Linked DNA regions of Sus scrofa: regions 1 and 2 are each linked to region 3. The links are chromatin contacts, called in public Hi-C maps. All regions are on one chromosome and are shown on one strand. Each heading gives the region's core, a stretch centred on a gene start, on an enhancer-like site or on the middle of the called end of the contact. The rest is flanking DNA. Distances are from core to core; before and after follow the strand shown. Region 1 holds the start of SMG7 (protein SMG7). Region 2 holds the start of RGL1 (ral guanine nucleotide dissociation stimulator-like 1). Region 3 holds the start of EDEM3 (ER degradation-enhancing alpha-mannosidase-like protein 3).

Region 1 (3,874 bases), core at 1,197-3,696, 1.3 Mb after region 3:
GATCCATTTTCACTTCACTAAACAGCTTAAGTGACTTTGGGCTCATTTCAGACTTCTACCCCATCCAATTCCCTCCTCCACAAGGTGTGAAACCACTTTTTAAAGCATTTTCCCATAAGTGAGCCCTTTTAGTTCTGTTAAAGCCAAAAAGGACCCGTTTCAAGGCCTTCCTTCCCCCTTCTAAGCAGTGGCAACTCCTTAATTAACCTCAGGTTCCAACAATCTTTTTATTTTTCCCTGCCATCAGGATTTTGACCCTCGTTTACCTCTACCCCCACCTCCAAGCTCTTAGTCTGCTTCCATGGAACCTTCTTAGCTGCACAATAGCTGGTGTCTTTCTGTTCAATATGCTCTCGCCATCATGCACTTGGTTCCACTGTGTCTGCATCTTCTTCCACCTACAATATGCATCAATCGCCCCCCTTAATCCTCCCCAGATACACATACTCTCACACTCTATACCCATGTGTCACACTACCCCCCCACATACAAGTGCTTAACACCACTCTTAAGCCACACGACACTTAGAATGGTACCTTCCAAATGCACTGATTCTAACCCAGGTTCTTTGGGGGAACCCAACCCCGTCCACAGTACCTCCCTCTTTCCTCACTTCCTCATCCATTCCCCTTCTTTACGCCTCCAACCCCCCACCCGCCAACTAACTACAGATGACATTATTCCTCCGTATTTCCAACCCCAGAATGAAGAACAAACTCCAGCTTCCTGCGGTCTCTCGCTCCACTAGTCCTTCCTTCCCAGCCCCCTACTCACCCCAGGTGTGCAGACTTCCACCTCGTCTTCTCCCCATGCATCGCTCTAGCCAATCCCACACCACACCAGGTTTCTCCGCCACCCGCATCAGACTCCTCCACACCCACCTTCACTCGGGGTCGCGGCCGCCTCTGGGAGCGCCTCTCCCCACCCCTCGCCTGCGAGCCCGCGACCCGGGGCGCGCGCACACACACGTTCTCACGCTTTCCTAACCTCCCTCCCCGCACCGAGAGGAGCCGGCTTCGCTGGAACTCAGGCCGGCCCGTGGGGGCTAGGCACCCATGTGTGTGCCCGCTCCGCCCCCTCCCGCAGAGCCTCTCGCAGCCCCCGCCTCTCCGTCGGAGAACGAGAGGACACAGCAACTCCCCCGCCACCCCGGACATACCACCTCTGTGTCTGTTGCTCCATGCCCGAACCTTCGGTCCGCTCCCCTCTACGTACGGGCCGTCCTCGGCACTCACCGGAGATACTGCGCGCTCTGCAGGCTCATCCTCCGCCGCCCGCGTCTTCCCGCGAAGCCTCTGTGGGTCTCTCAGGCTCCTCGGAGCGGCCCCGCGGCACCGCGGGTGCTGGCGGCCGCCGCCATCTTCCTCTCCTCCGGCTCCTCCTCGCTCGGCGGGGGGGTGGGGGTGAGTGAGGCGAGGGGGAGGGAGCGGGGAAAGCTGCTCTCGCTGCTGCTCCGGCCCGTGGGGCGCAGGGACACTCCGACCCGGGAGGGGGAGGGGGAGGGAGGAGGGATGGGGGCGGGGGAAAGAGGAGGGAGAAGTAGAGGAAGGAAGTGTGGGGGTCTCTCTCGCGAGATTTCAGCGGCGCCGGTCCCTCCTGGCGATTTCCGCCTTTCGGTAGCGCTCCCTCTTGGGATCTGTTAGCTCGGCTGCACCTGCGCGGCTGCTGAGTAGCCCGCTGGAGACGCTCGGCGGCTTCCGGCCAATCCACCCCTCTCCTCCCGCGCGAGGGGGCAACCCCACCCTCACCGGGAACATTGAGCCCAAATCAACTGGGAGTTACACTGAAAGTCTTCCCCCGTCTTTCCACTCCACCCAATTTCTAGCTTCCTTTTTCCACCCCTCCACTCTTCCGTACCGGAAACGCCTCCCCTTCCTCGTACAGTTCCGGCCGCCAGTCCCTCGTTTCTGATCTGCCCTCGAGCCCTAGAGTGACGCTAAAGGACCCCCCTCCTTTTTTTCTGCGGCCCCTCCCCCTTCACGCTGGGAGACTGTTGGAGGGGATAGGGTGGAGCCCCAGGGAAGAAAAGAAACCAATCGGATTGGATAAGCAGCTGCCAAGGCAACTGAAGGCTGCAGTTGTATTGTCATAGTAACCAATTTGTGCGCACCGAGTGACCCTCCCTTGGCGAGTGGATTCCCGGAGAAGTGCCCAGGGTTCCCCCTTGGCTTCCCTTCCATCCAAAGGCTTCCCCTCAGGTTGGGAATACGGGTAGTTCTCTTGGGGAGTGAAGTTCATTTCCTCCTCCCTTTCCCTTTCCCGCAGCGATGGGGGAGACCCCGAGGCATTCACCATGGGCTTTTCCACCCGCCTACGGGCGGAAACCACCTCCATAGTTTTCCTCTCCGTGCGAGGTGTGCGGAGGGCCGGGCCTGCGAGGACGATGCGGAGCCTGCAGGCTGGTGGGCGGCGGGCTGGAGCTGGTAGGGCGGAACGGTGGCGCTTGGCAGCTAGGCGGGCGAGGGGTTTCCCCACAACTGCCTCGGGCTCTGGGAGGCGGGATCCCGCCTGGACGGGGTCCCTGAGGGAGGAGAACGGCACACGACTGCCGAGATCCCTCTTCTGCCGACAGAGACGTCCGACTTTCCCCGGCGGGTCGACCCCTTACAGAAATCCCCCAAACCCCACCCCACACACAGCCTCGGTGACCGAATCTTCTCAGAGTTCCCCTCGTGGCCTTCCCGAGCCACCTCCTGCCGCAAGGAGGCCAGAGTGAAAGTGGAAACACATCCTGGAAGGCTAACAAGTGGTCTTTAGAGCTGGGGATGTGGTGAGACGCTGATGACAGCCCTCTCTCTCAGAGGATGATTCCCCAGTGGGGGTCCCCCTTAATGATCAAAAGCCGACCTCCAAGTTCCTTTCTCCTCTACAAACTTCCGGTTCTCTCAGGGTATTTTAGGATTTTGTCATTTTGTATCTTTTGGGTTGGAGAGGAGGCGTTGGGTAAAATAGTATCAAGAAAAACTTAGATACTGGTGCAAAGTTCCAATGACAGGCTTCTAGGAAAAGGATTTTCATTCTTTGAACAAATGGTTTTGAATGATTATTATGTGTGTTTTGTCTCCAAAAGGCAGACTAAAGAATGGGATCAATGATAATAGAGTGTCCAAGATGTAGCTGGAGAAGTGGTCATCTAATGGTTTGAAAGGATTATTTGACATTTTTTCGATTTGTATTGTGGAGTCATTTAAATAGCTATCCCAAAGTACTTTAGGCTATGTAATCATATAAACCTCTCCAGGAATACAGCTCTCATTGAATAGTTGAAATCGGAATTTTTAAAGGGCCATTTTGGTTTCGGTTTGGTTGAGGTACCTGATTTCTGCTGTCTTTTGTGCTAGGTGAGAAGGCGCTTTCCTGATCCTTCCCTGAAACTGCACCTGTTAAAAGGCCCGACCGATGTCTGTCTATGTGTAAATTTGGAGGAAATGAAAATACCAGATACTTTGAAATAAATCCCAAGGACATTATAATTAATGAAATAGAAACTGAACTCTGCCCGGAGTGCTTCAAGCACCTTCTGTGATGCAGTGTGACACGCATTGATTGCAGCTGTACAATGCCTCCTTATCCCTGCCACCCACTCAGAGGAAAGAGAGCCACCTAGTGAAAGGTTGTTCTCATCTCTGGTTAGGGTCCAGCTTTTCCTTTAAACCTGTGAGCCCAAGGATGGAGATTAATGCTATCTAAAACTACCTAAAATACCCTGCATTTCCTTCCTGAAATTTATTGGTTAGATTTTTTTTTTCTTTTTTTTAGGGTCTCACCTGTGGCACATGGAAGTTCCCAGGCTAGGGGTTGAATCAGAGCTGCAGCTGCCGGCCTACACCACAGCAATGAGGGATCCAGGCTGCATCTGTGACCTACACCACGT
Region 2 (3,997 bases), core at 1,418-3,917, 1.1 Mb after region 3:
TAAAGTCTTAAAACCATATGGATCCTTCTTTTCAGGGATAAACACTCATTTGAAAAATTAAAAGAGGAGAAATACTATTCCTTAAAATGAATTAAGTGCTATGCTCAACATTAAAAATTTGGAATTTACAAGAAAGCAGAGACTATATTTTCTAATTAAAAGATTATGAAGGACTGGTTTCTACACATACACACACATACACACACACATTTCCCTAAAGCTTCATATTTAACTATTAGCTAATGAAGGTAGAGAGATAATTAATGCAGCCATTAAAAAACCCTCAATCTCTAAATATGATTCCAAAATTAACTTGTCAGATTATCAATTCATTGGACAGAAAGGTGTGACTACCTATCATGCACTAGATACTTATCATTTTGAGATTAAAAAAAAATACTGCATTGGAAAAGGATGTTTTTAACATGATTGTATCTTAAATGCAATATGCCTAATGTGGCTGAGAATTAATTATATTTAACATATTCAACATATAGAGTAAAATTCTGAACAATCAAAGCAATTATACTTTGAACAATTAGATTTTCCCTAAGTCGATTTCTACTCTAGTGTTCTTTCTTTCTTCTAAAAAAAGAGAGAGAGAGAGAGAATAAAGAGATTTCCTGAATAAGCCCTAATACAAAAGAGTAGAAATGTAAGAGAAGGGATATATTAGCTCTTTAATCCTTGTTTCCATTTGCTCTCAAATGTGCTTCTAATGTTCAATTACCTCTACAAAGAAAATCTTGATTTAGAAGAACAAAAAGCATAATCATCTTTAGCATTTAAACAAGTACACTGTTTAGCTCTTACTCAAGTTAGCAGAAGATTGAAATTGAGGAAAAAATTATTAAAACAAATCTTTATTCTAAGTTATATAATGCCATTTGCCATAGTAATGATCTGATACCTTGATGTAAGACTTTTTAAAATAAATATTACCGATAAGTAGAAAATTTTCCTTTGCTGTCTTAAGACATCCCTCAGGTGAGTTTTTAATAGTGTGTTTGTTCATAACTTGAGAGTTAATTTAAATAAATGTCACTTCTTTCACTTAAATGATAATTTTATAGAAGAATATTTTAATTGGGAAAAGAAAAATGCCATATTGCTTCTTCCTCATGAGAAAAAAGGATATACTCCATTCCTGAGTAGCTAGCTCTCTATCTATGCCTACATATATATACATATTGATATAGATACAGATATATACACACATATGTATGCATAGATATCCAACAAAGGTTTGACTTTGAGATCTCTTTCCCTTCTTTCTGATTCATTATTCTCAGTGTAACCCTCAAACTGTACAGCCTTTCACATTTTCTTCATTCATCAATGAATAACTGAGTACCTGAATATATTGAGTACTTTCTGCATGCTTAGATTTATGTCAGGTGTAAAGGAAGATACAAAAGAAATATGACAGTCTCTGCCTTCTAGAATCTTTCCATCTCTCTCAGGGGCAACATAAAACAATTATTTTTAAGTAATTTATAAGACGATTGACCAAATCCATGGTACAGCTAACATGCATCTTATATTTATGCAGAATTTTAGAGGTTCAAAAAAATTCTTGCATCTAATCATCAGAACAATCTTATTAAGTACACATTACTAGCCCCACTTTAGCAATGAGGAACCTGAGATTCAGAATTTTAAGTGGTATGCATCAATCAATAGATTATGAGTGCAAGGAAGAGTCAGGACTCAAGCCAGGGTTCTCTGATTCTAAGCCCAGTACTCTTTTCAATTACAGCACAGGAAACGAACTATTGAGGTTTAACAGGGCAACAGCCAGCCCTCTGCTAGAGGTGGAATTAAACTAGACCTGACAAATGTCCAAAATAATTTTATTCTGCAAATACTTCTACTTCAGTGCTATACACATAGCCCAACAACCATTCCCTCAGTTTTAGTGCTTTTACCTGCTCAATAAGAGCTTTGCTCTCAGAAATGGGGATGTCAAATATAATAAAAAGCTGGCCTAGCGGGATCATATAAATCTTAAACGGCAAAGATAAATTTTAAAGGCTTGGTTTCCACTAATCCTTACACATTTTGTTTTCCCTCGGCGTCAAAAGAGTGTAACTCGCCCCTACTCTTTTCTAACATTCTTGCTCCAAACAACCAGTTATTTTAAGATGTCAATGACTGACCCTACCCCAAATTCCACAGGTTTATCCCAGTCTTGTCACGAGACCCCAGCCCCTGCCCAGACACCTCCCCCTCCTTCCCAAAGGTTATGATACCTAGTTCGGATTCTGCAGGTGCAGTCGAGATGCTGTTACACAGCACTGACAGATAAGATATGACCTTTCGACTCTGTCCTTGGGGACTCCCCGCTGGCCGCACAGCGTAGTTCCAATCGCGAAAAAGAGGCTCCCGGCTCTGGAACGAAGCCACAGTCGGCGTACGGTCTGAAGCGACGTCTCTGACAACTAGAACGATGCTGGGCGACTGGGCGTGCATCACTCCGCCTCATACTCCTGTCAACTGCAGGGGACTTGGTCCGGCAACCAGTCCATCCCACCTCACAGGCAAGTCCGTGCCAGCCGGACCTTACGCAGGACACCGATGGCAGGTCGTTGGCGGCGGCAGTGGCAGCACAAGCCAAGGCCACCCGCCCTCCGAGCCCATCGCCGCCAACCTAAGACCCCCTAGGCTGGACCGCAGAGAAGCGTTTCTATGGAAACCCCCCAGGGATCACGTGACGCACGTGGACGCCCAATCGCCTCTTACCTCTGCCCGCGGCGCCGCTTTCTGCCCTCCCCTGCCCCGCCCCCTCCCGCCCCCGCCTCCTTCACCCAGCCCCGCCCCTTTCCTGCAGCGAGTCCGCACCTGCGCACTGCGTCCAGCGCGCTCCCTCCCTCCTGCGCTCCCGGGCTGGGAGGGGGCCGTGGGGGTGGTGGAGGAGGGTTGGAGGAGAGCGCGTTCCTGAGAAGGAAGAGGCGCCGCCAGCGCGCAGGCCCAGAACCACCCGGGCCGGGGCTGCCGGCCGACGCCTCTGAGCGGAAGAGGGAAGTGAAGGCGGCAGTCTGCGGGTGCCAGCCGGGTTGGGCTTGCTAAGGTAGAGGCAGCACCGAGGGGAGGCCTTGGCCGCCGGTCCGGATCGAGGATGTCGAAGAACACGGTGTCGTCGGCCCGGTTCCGGAAGGTAGACGTGGATGAGTACGACGAGAACAAGTTCGTGGACGAGGAAGACGGGGGCGACGGGCAGGCCGGGCCCGACGAGGGCGAGGTGGACTCCTGCCTGCGGCAATATCCTTCTGTTCGCCGCCCCCCCACCCCACCTGGCCCTTCTTCCGGGACCCGCTGCGGGCAGGGGGTGAGGGGGGCGGGCCCCGGCCGGGAGCCGGGCGCGGAGCTGCTCCCAGTGCCCACGGCTCCACCCGGTCTCTTTGGGGGTCACGGGTTCTCAGAGGGCAGGGGACTCTCCCATTCCTACCGACTCGCCCCGAGACCCCAGGGTCCAGCCCTCGGGAACCTGCCCTTCCGGCGCGCCGTCCACTCCCCGGATTCCTCAGGTTGCGCCAGGAGTTCTCGCCTCCGGGAATTCCGCGGGGCCGGCCGCGCCCTCGCGGCGGTGCAGCTGGTCAGTCGGACTGCTGCGCGGCGCTTAAGTTGTCCTCCCAGAACGGTATTTACCCGGGTCTCATTAGCTCCCGAGTCTGATTGAGAGAACAGGCGTCTTTCTTCAGTGATTTTGTTTTCATCGTGGTAGTGGTTTTGTTTTGGCAGCATTAGGATAGATTCTTTCCTGCCAGCAGAGATGGGGCGGTTTGCAGGGTTGAGGCCCCCTCCGTCCTTCCAGTCCGGGGGCTCTTTTTTAGGAGACAGGGATTTGGCAAAATATAGATTGCACAGAATTTTTTACCTGGGGAAAAGGGAGTGAGTGCAAAACCACCGCAGCTCCCCAGAAAGAATCTGGGAGCTTTTTACCTGTTAAGCAAAGGACAGTAGAAAGAAGACGGGGAATGCATGTGGAGAATCCCTG
Region 3 (4,038 bases), core at 721-3,220:
AAGTATATCCAGCATTTATTATTTTTAACAGAAGCACAGTGATGAGTTTTGGAACATACAGAGAAATAAGCTAAAGTCAATACCCTCCAAGCAGTCACAAACTAGTGGACAGGGCTGACTGTGAAAAACACAATAATAAAGACACACAATACAATAGGAGGATGACGTCTAATAGCTGGAAGGTTTTGGAAGGATTCCTCGGAGATGGAATCTGAGTCAGACGTCATGGGTAGTGAGTATTCTACAGAAAAAGTGGGATAGCAGAGGGAATAGTGAGCAAAGGCACCGAAAAGGATTTACCATGAGAACCTGTGAGTTTTCCCACAGGATTTCAGAGCAGGGCAGGGGTAGAAGGGATATAATGTGTTCAAGGGGTTTGTAGATGTCCTCAAATGCCAACTCTAGTAGCAATGCAGAGAAAAGTTAGGGAGGCAGGGAAATAATTTAGGAGGCCATCGTGATAGTTCAGGAAAGAGGTAATGGAGGCTTAAACTAAGCAGTAGAAAGAAAGAAAGTGATAGCAGAAGTAGAATCTATCTAACTGGCAAGTGACTGGGCACAGACCGTGGAGGAGCAGGATGCGTTGAAGATGATACTGACATTAATTTGAATCAGTGAACACATGACTTTTGAGCTTACTCTTGGGAATTTCTATTAGGGAGGAGGAAAAGTGGGTCTAGAAATCAGGATGTATATCAACCACAGGGATATGATGCTTGAATCCATATAAGTGGAAGAAATCACCACGGAATAGAGTACAAAGAAAAAAACGCACACACATAAACACTTTAAAATGCAGGAAGCACCTGCATTTTAAGGCAAAGAGGGGGCATGAAGGCGGAGGATTCATTGATCTCACCTGAATGGTCCGTCTGAGAGGAAAGCAGATGATGCAAGGTGATAGAAATCAAGGAAGAAACTTTCCAGAAAGGCAGCTCAGCTGCTGAGGGCACGAGGAGAAAGCAATTTCCTGTGGTCATAGAGGTCAAATCCAAGCTCCTAAACTCCACACCTACCCACTCAATTACCACGTGTGAAAAACGATGTGTATTTTCAAGAGGAACCTAATTCTCATTTTACCAATGTGAATCGGTGGGAATGGGTGATCAAAATAAATTGCAATTTCCAATCTTTATTAAACGTTCTTTGCAGCTCACACTATTTTCCTTACATTGAGCTTTTAAGATAACTATTATTAAGCAAGTGCGAGGCCTCCCCTGCCCTCCTTCATTTCACCCTTGTGGTTACATGCGAGGACTTCTGAGTCACAGAAGCTGGTTGGAATCTAACCCAGCAGATGAGGCTTGTAACCTAAGTTCTCCGACCTCAGCTTCCTCGTTTGCAAAATGGGACCGGGGTACTTACCAATTAAAGTTGCCAAGAGTACATGAGCGATTACAAGGAAAACTCTCAGCACACTGCCGTCAAAGGCTCGATTCATTTTTGCCTTTAACGTTTTGCAATCTCGGTGAGGGCAGAGGACAACTCCAAAAGCGTATGCATTTAGGGACTACTATTCCTTATGGCGTGCAGCACGGACCTGAGGCCATGTGAGCCTCATCTAGCCGGCACTCACGGAAATGTATTTGCAGGAAAAAGGCTAAAGAGCTGACAGGTTCCTGGGAACTATGCAACCCACAAAGGGAGGGCTGGTGCAAGACGCCAGGGAAAGCCAGATCGCAGGAACCGCCCGTGCCCCTCGGAGAACCACATGTCCCAGGGTGCAGCGCGCCCACCCCGGAATTTTAGCCCGGCGGATCCAACTGCGAGAGCTCCGAGGAGGGAGCAGTGCACGCTGGGACCGGTAGTTTTCAGGTCTCAAGTTCACGGGTCGGAGGACGGCCGAGGCTAGAGGTCCCTCCCCAGTCCCGCCTTTTGTCCACGTCTCACTTCTGCTGGCCAATACCCTCTCCTGTCCCCGGAGCCAGCCCCTCTCTGATCCGGTCCCCATTGGTCCTGAGGCTCAGCGTCTGGGGCCCTACCCGGAAGTCGCGTCGGGGGAGGTGGTTTCCTAGACTACGACACCGGAAAGCTGGGGGAGGCGCTCTGGGCCGCTGAGGGCGGAGGGCGGTGGCAGCGCTGGCGCTGGGGACCGGCTCGGTGGCTTCGGGAAACCGTTCGGCGACGGCGACCGCTCGCGTTCCTCCGCATCCCGCCCTCCGCACGGCTCGCAGCCCCTTTGCCACCGGCGTCCAGCAATGTGTCCCACCGGCCGGGCGTAGCAGCTGCGCGTGCGCGGAACCGCGGGGCCATGAGCGGAGCCGGCGGCGGCAGGGGCTGTGGGTCTCGGGTCCCCCAGCGAGCGCCATGGAACCTGGTGGCGGCGACGGCCGCGCTCTGTCTGGTGTCAGCCACATCCGTGTGGACGGCGGGGGCCGCGCCCATGAGCAGGGAGGAGAAACAGAGGCTTGGGTAAGGGCGCTTGGCAGCCTGGGGTGGGTTTCCTCGTGAGGCTGACCACAGGTTAGGTGCCTGTCATTGCGACCTGGGCGCGCAGTGGCCTCTCCTGTCGCGATGGGGACGGCTGTTGCCTCGAGAGGACCCTGGCGGGGTGGACAGGGTGCAGGAAGGACGGGGCCACCGCCCGCGATGCGATCTCGAGGGGACTCTCGGGGTGTCTCTGGGGCCGTCGGTGACATGTGCAAGCTCCTTGAGGCCAGCCGCGGTGTGTCAAGGCGGCTGCCATGTCAGTGGCAGGTGAAGGGGGCTGCAGCGTGTCCCTGCGCGTGAGAATTCTGCGGGTTGTCTTTCATCAGGGACGTGGTGAGATTTCTCGCATAAGTGAGCTCCCAGCTGGGAAAATGTTGCTGATCCCACAGTAGTTAAGGAAATCATGTTTACACCTGCTGTGGAAAAGGGGGTATTCATTGGAACCTGAACTTTAAACACTTTACCATTTCCTTGTGGTGTTTTCTTGTTTTGCACTTTCCTAATAGGATAGTATTTGATGGCAATATTTAAAAGACCTAATTAACTATGCTTTTTTATTCAAAGTAGTTTTAATAGGTTTTTTTGTTTGTTTTTTTAGGGCCGCACCCGCCGGCATATGGAGGTTCCCAGGCTAGGGGTCGAATTGGAGCTGTAGCTGCAGGCCTCTGCCACAGCCACAGCAATGCGCCAGATCCGAGCCACATCTAGGACCTACACCACAGCTCACCAGCAATGTGGATCCTTAACCCACTGAGCAAGGCCAGGGATCAAACCTGTGTCCTCATGGATACTACTCAGATTCGTTTCCACTGAGCCACATCAGGATCTCCATATTAGTCTTGAAAGCCGTAAATCTTCAGTTATCTGTACAGCATTGAACCCAGAGTCACTATCCCTAATGTACAATAGGTCCCACAAACAAATAAGGAATAAGCCAAGAACCAGTAGAAAATGGGCAAAGGGTGTTTAGAATTAATTCACACAAGAGGAGATACAGATGGTCAGTAAACATGAAGTTACTCAGTCTTATAATCTGAGAGATTAAAAAAAATGAAATAGCTGGGGTTTTTTTTTTTGTTTTGTTTTTTGCCATCAAGTTAATCAACAAAACGCAATACATGGATAGAGTACTGGATAGGTGGGATGTGGGAAGAAGCCTGATGGGAGTGTAAATTGCCGTAACTTATTGACAGTGTCTACTAAAATTTAAACAGTATGTACTCTTGGTTCATTAATCCCATCTCAGGGAATCTGTCCTACAGAAAACACTGTTAGAGATAGGTGTGCAAGAGTGTGCATTTTGAACTAATGGAACTGGTTCCTTGGAACATCCGTGTTATGGAATAATATTCAGACATTAAGGAGGAGGTAGGACTTTAGAAGGCTACGGGATATATTCCCAAGACAGAAACGATGTAAGTTGTAGAATAATATCTCTAGTGCCATCCTATTTTTTTGTTTGTTTTGTTTTTTTTTGGTCATGCTGGAGGCATTGCAGAAATTCCTGCGCCAGGGATCTAACCTGAGCCACAGCTGTAACAATAGGGAATACTTAACTGCTAGGCCACCAGGGAACTCCCTGTCCCATGTTTTTAAAAAAACAAAAAC

What was found. A called contact is a pair of places that touch in the nucleus more often than the background predicts.
Region 1: a contact with region 3 is called in a Hi-C map of heart right ventricle, with 4 times the contacts expected there. The contact joins the promoter of SMG7 here to the promoter of EDEM3 in region 3. A contact is called at or near these places in 1 of 5 promoter capture datasets (liver), 1 of 47 Hi-C or Micro-C datasets (heart right ventricle) and 1 of 2 datasets of contacts at active chromatin or transcription factors (alveolar macrophages).
Region 2: a Hi-C map of liver shows a contact between it and region 3, with 7 times the contacts expected there. The contact joins the promoter of RGL1 here to the promoter of EDEM3 in region 3. A contact is called at or near these places in 2 of 47 Hi-C or Micro-C datasets (liver and skeletal muscle).

Annotation. Positions count from the first base shown.
Region 1 is chr9:124,695,004-124,698,877 of Sscrofa11.1, reverse strand. SMG7 (protein SMG7) reads right to left here and starts at 2,446. Exons shown (of 22, transcript XM_021063792.1): 1 at 1,236-2,446. The coding sequence starts at 1,264. NMNAT2 (nicotinamide/nicotinic acid mononucleotide adenylyltransferase 2) reads left to right here and starts at 967. Exons shown (of 14, transcript XM_021063806.1): 1 at 967-1,403.
Region 2 is chr9:124,847,028-124,851,024 of Sscrofa11.1, reverse strand. RGL1 (ral guanine nucleotide dissociation stimulator-like 1) reads right to left here and starts at 2,667. Exons shown (of 19, transcript XM_003357576.5): 1 at 2,253-2,667. It overlaps ARPC5 (actin related protein 2/3 complex subunit 5), which reads left to right and starts at 3,119. Exons shown (of 4, transcript NM_001134357.1): 1 at 3,119-3,261. The coding sequence starts at 3,119.
Region 3 is chr9:125,981,005-125,985,042 of Sscrofa11.1, reverse strand. EDEM3 (ER degradation-enhancing alpha-mannosidase-like protein 3) reads left to right here and starts at 1,970. Exons shown (of 20, transcript XM_021102628.1): 1 at 1,970-2,412. The coding sequence starts at 2,252. LOC110262256 (a long non-coding RNA gene) reads right to left here and starts at 1,929. Exons shown (of 3, transcript XR_002347094.1): 1 at 1,366-1,929; 2 at 860-943.